Linked DNA regions of Hordeum vulgare: region 2 is linked to region 1. The links are chromatin contacts, called in public Hi-C maps. All regions are on one chromosome and are shown on one strand. The core of a region is the stretch at or near the end of the contact, and the rest is flanking DNA. Distances in the headings are between cores, read along the strand shown. Region 1 overlaps LOC123395271 (formin-like protein 12). Region 2 holds the start of LOC123395793.

The links. A called contact is a pair of places that touch in the nucleus more often than the background predicts.
Region 2: a Hi-C map of leaf shows a contact between it and region 1, with 6 times the contacts expected there. The contact joins the promoter of LOC123395793 here to the enhancer-like site in region 1. A contact is called at or near these places in 4 of 6 Hi-C or Micro-C datasets (leaf, seedling and an unstated tissue).

The regions. Positions count from the first base shown.
Region 1 is chr5H:81,493,905-81,500,213 of MorexV3_pseudomolecules_assembly, forward strand. LOC123395271 (formin-like protein 12) reads left to right here. Exons shown (of 18, transcript XM_045090237.1): 4 at 1-3,207; 5 at 3,365-3,488; 6 at 4,180-4,251; 7 at 4,903-5,001; 8 at 5,099-5,140; 9 at 5,441-5,521; 10 at 5,607-5,657; 11 at 5,740-5,821; 12 at 6,052-6,146. Among protein-coding and RNA genes, the nearest start is that of LOC123395271, 6.0 kb to the left of the region's middle. Within about 2 kb of position 3,012, at least 1 of the 3 cell types and tissues checked has open chromatin away from gene starts, as enhancers often do. A contact at or near this core is called in leaf, where this site is marked.
Region 2 is chr5H:81,813,226-81,818,717 of MorexV3_pseudomolecules_assembly, forward strand. It overlaps LOC123395793, which reads right to left and starts at 2,595. Exons shown (of 18, transcript XM_045090826.1): 1 at 2,482-2,595; 2 at 2,253-2,292; 3 at 2,028-2,101; 4 at 1,307-1,372; 5 at 1,116-1,187; 6 at 460-532. The coding sequence starts at 2,484.

The sequences.
Region 1 (6,309 bases), core at 1,762-4,261:
CAGCGATTCAAGGCAGGACAGGACAGTGGATCCCAAGCAAGACTTGAGTCATACTGATAATGTGCTGGTCAAAGAGGTGATTATATTGGAAACCAATAGTCCAAAGGACATTCAGATGATCAAAGAAGTAATCATATCTGAAGTCACCACTCCAAAACAAGTGCTGGAGGGCGAGATTGAATTAGGCAATGCAGTCCACAATTCAGAAAGCATCATATTGACAGAGGCTGATGGTACTGAAGGACTTAACATTGACATTGTTCTCAAACAGGATGAGGGAGGTAGTCCAGGAGAAGAATGTGTTACTTCTGCCAATGGCACCAAACAAGAAAACGACAGTAACACAGATCAACCTAGCATCAGTGACACAAACGTACTGGTGATTGAGCCCACAGATGAGAATAACAGGGTGGAGCCTCCACTGTTAGGGAGACCACACCTGCAGAGCACAAGTGCTACCTTGATTTTAAGTTCTGGTGAGCAAAAGATTAAGCAGTCTGATGCTTCCAATAACAATGGAACTGCAGAACAAACAGAGGGAACTGAAGCTTCAGTATCCAACTCGACAGGCCAACCTTCGAATATTTCTTCTGTGAATATGCTACCTGAAGGGTTTAGCCTGGAAGCAAATGGCGCTCTAACTCATGCCAGTGCAAGTACAATTACAGCTGACTCGTCTCGACTGGCGCTAAAGAAAAAATCTTTTCTTCCTTTGTCAACACAACGTATTTTTGCTCCATATTCTCCCAGGCGTAATGTGCTCCGTTCAGCATCGACAGATTTATCCTTTCTATCTCCATTGCAAAGAGAATTTGATCAGAATTCTGTTCCTTCTACAAGCGGAAGGGATGTTGTTGCTACAACCTCAGTGTCTCCACCGCCCCCATCCTCTACATCTCTGAGATCATCGGAAGTATCATCTCTAGTAAATCCCCCTCTACGACCAATCAAAACTTTTTCATCTCTACCTTCATCTTCATTGGAAGCATATATAGAGATGTCAACTTCTTATTCTCCATTATCACATGCCAACCATCAACATCATGTTAACCCTCATCCTCCCTTGATACCATCACCACCACCTCGACAACCTTACCCAGCAAAGACACATGGAAAAGATTTACATCCGGGTAGTCTATCTTTTCCTGTTTTGCCTGCTCCCAACAGGTACCCTCCAGCACCACCCCCACCTCCTCCTTCACATACTTTTTGCACTCAAAATAATTCAAGCACCTCAATATCTCATCATGCACAAAGAAGAGAAAAAGGGTCTTGCTCCTCTAGTCCTCACAGACAAACTATTCTCAACCTAGATTTTTCCTCTCTAACTTTACCATCCGAAAGTAGTATACTGATGACAGACTTTCTCTTAGGAGCCTCTGATTTTATAGACACAGAAGTAGCAAACAGAAGAAATATACGAACTGACATGGATGTTCCAACTACCAGTGAAGATGCAAAGTATTTCTTTCAGATGCCTCATTCTTTATCTCCCAAAACTTCTCAACATAGTACACCACAGCCTCCACCTCTGCCTCCTCTACTGCCACAACCACCATTGCCAATTACATGTAATGATAGTGAATCGGTAGCACTTGTAAGATCAAAGTCTTCTTCAGATTGTTCATATAAAGAAGCAGCAACACCACCAGGAAAACAACCCCCCTCTCCTCCACTTCTTGGAGCAAACGATCCTTCAAGTTCGGAATTTAAAGAGGAAGTACCTCATGAACAGCCTTTAGATCCTCCTTTGGAAGCATGCAAGGAATCCTCGCGGCATGAACTGATCAATGAAACCCCACCCTCCACAGTTCATATAAAAGAACATGGAGCCATTCCAACCCCACCACATCCACCCAGCTGGCATAGGGGGATTTCACCTGTTGGAGCCATTCCAACACCACCTGCAGCCCCGCCTTTGCCACCACACTTGTCTCCGCTGCCATCTCCACAACCTTCAGTTACACCCTCAACACAATCCTTGTCATCTCCCCATTTACCTCAATCACCAGCTCTTCATATAAATGATACATCATCCCCGTCTGCACCACCACCATCTCCACCTCCGCCTAGAGAGCATGAAGTAGTTTGCCCTTTGCCTCCAATTTCACCTAAAAGGCATGATATACCCTCACCTCCACCACCACCACCACCTCCTTTTGGACACCATCAAGCACTTTTGCCTCCTTCCATTTCCCAGGATCATGTAATAGCTCCACCTCCACCTCTAACAAGGGATGCTGGAATTCCGCTGCCACCACCACCTCCACCTAGAGAAAGCACTGGGAATTTCCCTCCTTGTGATATTGAAGGAAGCCCGTCTCCAACCCTACTAGAATGTCAAGTTAGAGCTCCAATTCCGCCACCACCTCCTTTTTGTGAAGGAAAGGAAATAATTCCACCTCCACTTTCTTCTGAAGTAAATATAAGAACTCCACTGCCTTCTCTTATTGGAGGACCAAAAGGAACTCCACTACAAGATGGAGCTCCACCTCCAACACCACCTCTTGGACCACCGCCACCACCTGCTGTAGCATGTGGAGTGCCTCCACCGCCGCCGCCGCTTCCCGGAGGATACGAAGGGGTGCCTCCACCACCTCCCCCGCTAGCTCCTGGTGCACATAGTGGAGCTCCACCGCCGCCACCACTTCCCGGAGGATACGAAGTGGCACCTGCACCTCCTCCGCCACCCCCTGGAGCTTATGGAGGGGCTCCGCCGCCGCCGCCTCCTCCCGGAGGATATGGAGGGGCACCTCCACCTGGAGGAGTTCCACCGCCACCACCGCCTATTGGAGGGGGGCTAGGAGGTACTCCATCCCCTCCACCTCCCGCAGGATTTCGAGGTGGAGCTCCGTGTCCTCCACCTCCTCCCGGAGGATATGGCGGGGCTCCGCCACCACCTCCTCCTAGAGGGCATGGAGGAGTAGGTGGCCCCCCTCCCCCTCCAGGTGCGCCTGCTCCTCCAATGCCCCCTGGAATACCTGGTGGCCCCCCTCCACCCCCTGGAATACCTGGTGGCCCCCCTCCACCTCCTGGTGGACGAGGTGGCCCCCCTCCACCTGGCGCAAGAGGTCTTCGTTCCTTGGGTGCAACCTCACTTACTGTAGCACGGAAGTCATCTCTAAAACCACTGCACTGGGTCAAAGTAACAAGAGCAATGCAGGGAAGCTTATGGGCAGAAATTCAAAAGCAAGCAGATGCTAATAGGTACCCTCTGTTATTTCAGCTGCTTGTTTGCCAGACGATATGAATTCTCGTAGAATGCTCTGATGATCAAATGTCGCTATCAGCTCAGTTCTCGCAAAATATGTTAAAATGATAAAGTTCATTCTTGTTCAACTAACTGATGGTGCCATCTATGCAGCAATTCCGAGTTTGATGTGAATGAACTGGCGTCTCTTTTTACTATTGCTCCAAAGGCAAAAGGCGGCGCGAAAACAGAAGGGGCTGGAAAATCTCTTGGTTCGAAAACCGATAAAATTCACCTGGTAACTTCAACAATTTCAAATACTAAGCAAAAGCGCCGCCAGCGTTCCGTCTCATCTAGCTAGGCTATGCCACTGAATTATTTAGTGGCATCAAAGTTTATGGTGCATAGCATGCCAGCATCATGATATTTTGTACTTTTTCTTCATTAAAAGAACTCTGTAATATCCTTTCAGGGGACACATCTTTACAACGCAGACAGAGTGCAGTACTCTATTCAATTTCATAGTATGTTAATTACTCTAGGTTTAAACAAGCATTGTAAGATGCTTGCTCTTTAATATATGATATATCACATGTAAGGTCATGCATGAAAGTAGTGCAAAATTACCTCCTCCCAAGTTACAATGTGAGAGAACCGAGCTTAGCTCAGTTCGCTTGGCGCTGGAGTTTGCAGCCAGCCCGCCGGTGTTCGAGCTTCGGCTCTAACACTCGGTGCTCACGGAGTTTTCTTCTATAAAAAATGCCAACAGGCTAGTCTAGCCCGGGTTGGTCTCATTAATTTAAGTTACAATGTGAGACTGAAGTCATAGTAAAGTTGATAACATGCAAGTTACGACGGCCTTTCTCATGAACTAAACTTACTGTAAGGAAAGAGCGTGGGTGGTGTTTTCTTTCTGACAACATAACTTGTGTCCCTCTGGTGCAAATAAAACGCTGAAAGTTTTGTTGGTGTCCTTGAAAAATCCACAGATGGATATACGGCGGGCAAATAACACAGAGATCATGTTGACAAAAATCAAAATGCCACTCTCCGATATGATGGTAAGTATCTCCCTACTAGTTGTCGTCTGTGTTTGTGGAGAACATGCAAACAGCACATGCTCATATAATTTCATTGAGTAGAGAGCAAACATACGTACAAGAAAGGGAGCTTAGTGGCAAAGCCAGTTAGACAAACACCACAAGTGACCCTGGTAGCAAAGAGGTCACATACTGTCATTCGAAGGGCAATCCTGTTGATTGCTCAATTTCTTTCTAAGTAGTGTAGAAGATCCAGCATAGCTTGTTTTCATCAGTTTTATTTAAGTGTTTCGAAGATTGGGTATTAATAACTCAAATAAATTATCAATGAGTTTTAGGGGGAAAATTTGCCACTGGGTTCTTTCACCTGAAAAATTGCTTGGAGGTCCTTGGCATATTTGTTTTTCAGAATCACATTATTTTGATGTACTTGAGAACTCAGTTCATGGCTAAGCTGCTTCAGTTTTTTAAACATCTCCTTATATTTTATGTGAAGTTTGCACCAAATTAATTCTGGCTTGTTAGTTAGTTGGGTCAAGAATAATAATAATAATTATTATTATAAATCTTTTTTCTTGTTCATAATTAAGTCACATGACTGTATATCAGATTTTTTATATAGTAATTGTACTTTCTCTACCTATATGTCTTTAATTTCTTTACTTATAATAGAGTGCTGCTCTGGCTTTGGACGATTCAGTTTTAGACGCTGATCAGGTTGAAAATCTCATAAAGTTTTGCCCAACAAAAGAGGAAATGGAGCTTCTAAAGGTTGTTTCCAAACTAACACTTCCTTGAATTTTTCCATTGCCCCTAGTGTAATCATGAACAATTTTTTTTCTATGTATTTTGTAAATTTGGCTGGCAGAACTTCACAGGAGATAAGGAAACTCTTGGAAAGTGTGAACAGGTAAATCTATATCTTTTGGCTTACACACACTGCTCTCATGCAAATATCATGTTTTATCTAAGTTACCTGCTTATCACATACTCCCTCCGTCCCAAAATAAGTGTCGCTGTTTTAGTACAAAATTTGTACTAACTTAGTATAAAATTTGCGTCACTTATTTTGGGACAGAGGGAGTAATTTATAGCTTCCTTCTCTTAGAAATTTCTCTGGTCATATTTTATCTCAATTGAAGTTTTAAATGGCATTTTACATTTGTACCTCAATTTACCTTATTATTTGTCTTTTTCCTATAATATGCAGTTCTTTCTAGAATTGATGAAGGTGCCAAGGATTGAATCTAAGTTTAGGATATTTGCTTTCAAGATTCAGTTCCAGACACAGGTCATACACTGTTAAGTTTTAGAGATTAAGGTCATTTGTGTTGTTCATGGCTTTCTCACTCTCCACTTATTTATTTCCTGCTTAGATTAGGGATGTTAGAAAGAATTTGCTGACCGTGGCATCGGCTTGTGAGGAGGTAAACATTCTAACAACTAAGGTTTTTCACTTTCAGTATTCATGTTTAGCACGCGAGAACTCATTTCTGATGTGCCAATCAGCTCAGAGGCTCTGAGAAGCTGAAGGTGATCATGAAGAACATTCTGTTAATTGGGAACACATTAAATGAAGGGACACCAAGAGGTAATGTCTTCGCTGATTTCTAACCATCCTATTAGACTATTAGTTGGGAAGAATGCTCCAACTATCTATTGTATGGTACTATTTTGGGGAGTAGATTGAAACTGTATCAATACAAGTTTATTGCATCTTCAGGGGTTTTTGGTTACCGAACAATTTTATCCTCTGCCTCGTATTTTCTTTTTATATAAAGAAAAAACAATTCCAATTTCTTTTTTGCTATTCCCTTGCAGGCCAGGCTGTTGGTTTCCGCTTGGACAGTATCCTAAAACTTGTAGAGACCCGTGCAACCAGCAGTAGAACAACACTAATGCACTTCCTTTGCAAGGTATGGAAATAATTGGCAGACATTGTTGATTGATTAAAAAATGAGGAAAATAACATTCCGTAGGTAGCTGATTCACGGCAATGCCCGTAGAACCCCAATCCAGATCACGCAAATCAGTTTGTGGTTTGGCAATGATCTGCTTTGTGCCAGTTGAGAATGGGGG
Region 2 (5,492 bases), core at 1,345-3,844, 320 kb after region 1:
TCCTAGTACACTGCATCTCTTTTTATAGTAGAGAAACTGACCTCGGTGTTAATCAATTTCATCAACTGCATAGTCATGTGATTTTTGTTTCCGTATTGATTGTTATTCTATTTATTTTGACATCCATACTTCGATCAAGATATTGGACACAGAATGCCACTCTTTAAAAAGAAGGAGAGGGGAGTGGGGTGATCAGCTGATGCACACAAAAAAAAAGGTCTTATAGTAAAAAAAGAACAGTAGAACTTCGCCATGATTGGGCAATTGTGAACAGCTCTTAGGCAGTATGAGATAGAGCTGACTAAGAGAAAGAAGTAAGCTGATCTTGCAGCTGTTTTCATTCCTTCATTTAGGTCTCAAACCTATTAAGTAGAAGATCAAGCACTGATCTGATGGATCAAATGCTTTCGGAAATTTTCTGCATTCTGATTACAAAGGTTCTTTCTGAGTGAAGCTTACCTTTGCAAAGATTTCCAAAGAAGAGTGTGTCTTGATCCAATGAAAGATCAACAGCTAGTCGCTTTCCTTGAAGCTGGTAGAGAACAAACAACAAATATATTATTCATGTGAAGATTAATATATGTGATGTAATAAGGATGTTTAATTCCATGATACTGAATAAGAAAGCTTGCGTCTTTCTCTCTAAACCTAACACAAAACTACAAAGGGGGAAAAAAGGTGAACTTGTGACAACATTTTTATGATACTGATAAGGATATAAACAGCTTATTAGATAAGTACAGTCTGTTAAGAACTAGTAATGCATGCAAATTTATGATACTGATAGGTGGAGTGTATAATAACTAACTTGAAATTTCTTTTCTGGTCATGTAATTGAAGAAATTTACCTCACTAACCTCTAAACTTAGCCATTTAAGCCACAATAAAAAGCATGTTGGTTGGTGTCACTAATTTATTTGCAATCATGTCTAGCTCGTATTCTTATAGTATATCATTGAAACAGTACTCTTATAGTAAAGACATCAGTTGATTACTTCCTAGATTCTACTTGAGATTTGAGGAAATGGGGGATTAGAAAGTTTTGAAACATATGTACATACAATGTGTGATACTGAAATTTCTACAGCAATGAAAAAGAAGTTTGGTGTTCTTGCCTCAACCCCATTCTTTTGCCTTTTAGCAATATAAGCACACTCCCTTTCTGCAAATCGCACAAATCCAAATCCCTGAGGAAGTTCGGGAAAAATAATGTTGATAAATTTCCTGATAAAAGGTTCTCAATAGATTACGTCTGAAGAATCGAAACATTTATTGCAATGTCGTAAGAGTTGCAATAAAATCAGACCTTGGAAACACCATTCTGATCCTTCATTATGCGCAAGTCAACAATCTCACCACAGGTAGAAAATATCTGCTGATGAAATGGTCAGTCCAACAAATATGTCGAAATGAAAAAAAAACATGCTTTTTTACACGAATAGACGAAAGTTAACGAACCAACTATGTGACTATTATTAATTTACAATGGAGAAAATATACTTAAAGCTCAGCGGTCCAATAACCAATAATTGAGCAAAAATTCTAACCATTGCAGTACTACATATTTCTGTTATTACTAACTAGAGCACGACAATATCACCTGCAGACAGATTTACCAAGCCACATCCAAAAATTACAGAACCAGTTAAGCTTCTGGTAGATACAAAACATGGTTTAGGTGTGCCAATAGAATTGATTTGGTTGGCATGTCTTACACAACATCCACAGTTAAAATTGGCAAGTAAAGGTGGCATTAGAAGGTTTTCAGATTAACCTACAAACCAGCTGGTCATTCCCAGTTGGACTGCAGAAAACTAACAGGTGGGGATAAACAATACATACTGCCAACACAGTTATTCAGCTAACCATATGCTGTTCCATAACATGGCTTCTACAAATCATCAGGAATGTAAGCATTTCAGGTATTAATCCGTCCTTATTGCAGTACACCGTTCCTGAATTTTCATAATACCAACAAGCAACACCTCATACGCAGGTGGGTGTTGATGGCTGTAGACATGACCAACCTCTCGGAGCGTCCCCTCCGTCGCCGACCGCGGCAACCCGCCGACGAACACCTCGGCGCCTTTCACTCGCCGGTCTGCACACATACACCAGCACGCCATCCAATGCACGCGCGCAAGCGCACATCCACAACCGGAATCAGATCCCAAAATCCCAGAACAGATTCGCTCGAGCGAGCTTATCCGCAACAGGCTAGGCGAAATACAAAATAAGCCCAGCAGCCTCACCTTGCTCGTCGTAATCCCCATGCGACGCCGCCCTCCTGTCCTGAAATCCCCAGGAAAAAAGAAAATCAGAGACGAGGTTATCCCGGCGAAACCTGCACCGAACCGAGCGCCGCGACGACCGGGCGGGCCTCCGGCGCCGCGCGGCGTCGAATCCGGCCGCGCCTGCGCGAAAGGAATCGAGGAACGCGGCGGGAATTCACGGGTTCGGGGAGTGGGTTCCGAGTAGTACCATTTTTGGCTCTTCTCTTCTTCAGCCGAGACGACACGCACAACAGAGCGCAGGGAGCTTTCTCCTTTCCCCTTTATATTTTGCCCGAATTATCTATCGGTTCGCCTTTTTCTTTCAGAGAGAGAGAGAGACGGCTGTGGTTTTATAACCAGCCGGCCCCGCGCGGCCTGGCATGTCGGAAAGCGTACCGTCCGGCCCGTCTCGGCAAGGTTACAGGTGTGGGCCTCCGTTCTTTTGTTTTATTTTTCAAAGAATGAGAGATGTTTTTTTTAGCTGCAAATGAGAGATGTTTGTATCAAATGTTGAAGTGTAATGAACAAGAGCAATGCACCCCCCCCCCTAAAAAAAGCAATGTACAATGTTTTAAGCTTCATTCCTCCTATTTATACAACGGCAAGGGACACGATGATTATGTATGTGCTTAGAGAGGCATATGGGCGCAAAATAGTTTCGAATGGAGCCGCCATATGGGGGACTCCATCCAACTATGAACTAACGCACACCCACTACGCTTAAGGTGCCCAATTAGTTGTTAGTTGTCTTCCCTTTTTTATTTCTATTTTGATTTTCGGTATATGGTTAAATGAAGCCATTATTTTTAAACAAAATTCAAATCAATTCCTAGATTTCAAAAAATCAAAATGATTCTCATAGCCACATAAAAATGGTACATATTTTTTTATTGAATATTCATTTACTGTGGTGACTCGTTAGTGTTCCACATAGGATTGCAATGCAATTCATAGATATTCACCCATGTTTTTTTTAAATTAGTCATATTTCAATCATTTCAAAACCAATCCAAAGACATTTCACAGATATCACATTTCACACAATTTTCAAATGTTTGGTAATATTTTACAACTTTAATTCATAACTGTTCACACACATTCTAGTTATTCCAGACATATGTCAACCAATTTCAATTATATTAATCAATTTCAAAAAAAATTCCACACGCATTTCACAATGATTTCAATTTTTTCTAACATGCTTCAATTGTATGATGGATTTCAAAAGTATTTAACATGTGGTTTCATGACAGTTTCAAATTTTCATACTTTTTTCATTATATCATTTTATTTAGATAACATTCCTCCCTCAATTTAACAAGAATATCAGTGTTTCACCATTTTTTTATATTTTGGTCATGTATAAATAATATGTGTTCTTGATATTATTTTAAACTTCCTGAAGTCTTTAGAAAGATCTTTTTGGGTGAAAATATTTTTCTATTCATTTATATAATGTATTAGTTTGGGTATTTTTGTGAATATTCCTAAAAAATGATATATGTAGTTCATACGCCTCAAATGTATCCATATCTTTTGTTATGTTTATTTACACATAGTTTTGACAAAGTGCTCATGCTGAAAGAATGTTCACTCGGTGGAGGTGTTAACACAACTCATGCATGCATGCAGGGGAGGTACATGGTGACATTAGTGCTTTCAATGGTACTTCACAAACTTTAAAGTGTTTAACTGTTAAATTGTGTATCCGGTTTATGATTTTTCTCCACTGTCACCTTTGTCTTGACCAAAGCTTGGATACTAGATCTCATATGTGTAGGTTATGGTGAAAATAGTCATATTAAAAGTTGACATGTAGTCATTAATACAATTGCCATGGTACTGGTATAAAGTTGCCACTTGGTAACTTTCATGCAAACATGGTTGAACTTTGATATAAACACGATGGAACTTTGACACGAACACAATGTCAACTTTGTTTATTGTGGGGTTACATGAGATTGATAATGTATTTGGCAACTGATTGCATGGAATTGATCACTCGTCTAGAACTCTTATGAGGGTGGGAGCGCTTGTCGTTATTTGGTCGCTTTGGTTATATATAAATGATAAGGTTTTTAATGATAAAGGTACTTCTCTTATGTAGGTTATCTTCAGATGTACGAGACTCTTTGTTTATGGTCCTCTCTACAACGCGTGGATAATGGAGACCTATTTATGGAGGTGTGTACACGATTAGAGGCTATGACGAAGGATACTTTTACCCAACATAGGTGACAACATGATCTTAGGATTGCCCCCCCTACGTTGTAGGCATTTATACGGAATCTACGTGATTCTTTGTATTTCACCTTTTTATTTATCGCTTATGTGCGAGCACATTTTTTGCCTATGTGCATCTTAGTTATGCATAGGCCGAGTGTAATACTTAAATCTTTTAAGTAATAAAGTGCCCCTTTTCAAAAGAAAATGTGTGTGAAGGATATAAATATTTTTCGAGTACCAGATCACCGAAAACAAATTGCGATGAGGGATGACCGGGAGACCTAGGGGGCAAATGGGCCAAAGATGGAGCCGGAGGCCACACACACACACAAGTTTTTCTTAAGAAAATGCAGAAGACTAGCATTTCGATGCATTGTAGAAAGAAAAGCTTGTACAAGTCCTAAGAAGGGAAATACTGGGAGAATATAACTCGACACCCCTAGCCACTAGACACGAATCCCAGGAAGCAGAACAGAAGAAACATAAATAAAATGTTGAAGTTGCATGCACACCCAAACAGTTAAAGCAGCTGGCAGTTTGATATGTGAATGGGATCATGTGCGATTGTGTATCCATAACAAACATAAAAAACTATGCGCCCTAGGTTTGGGGGCACCACATGGGCGTGTGGGGCCCACATGGCTCCCCCTAGTGCCTCTTCGCCCCGACGGCTTTATATACTACACACACACGCCAAAAAAAATTAATATACATATATTTGTGTCGTTATTTCATCGAAAATCGAGGCTATCCAATATGGATGTCTTACACAGTACTCCGTTGGGGGTGCCGTTGGAGCCATCTTCATCGACTTTGTTGCTCTCATGGCCATGTTTGAGCAGTCTTGCTTGGATAGTGGTTCCATAATACTAATTATGTGGCATCTACTATGTCTCATTCTTCAATACAAAGATCACATGATTTGTCCAACATGATTGTGATCAGTCTTATGTAATTCTCGGTGTGTTTGTTGAAGTGTGATGAATTGCCACT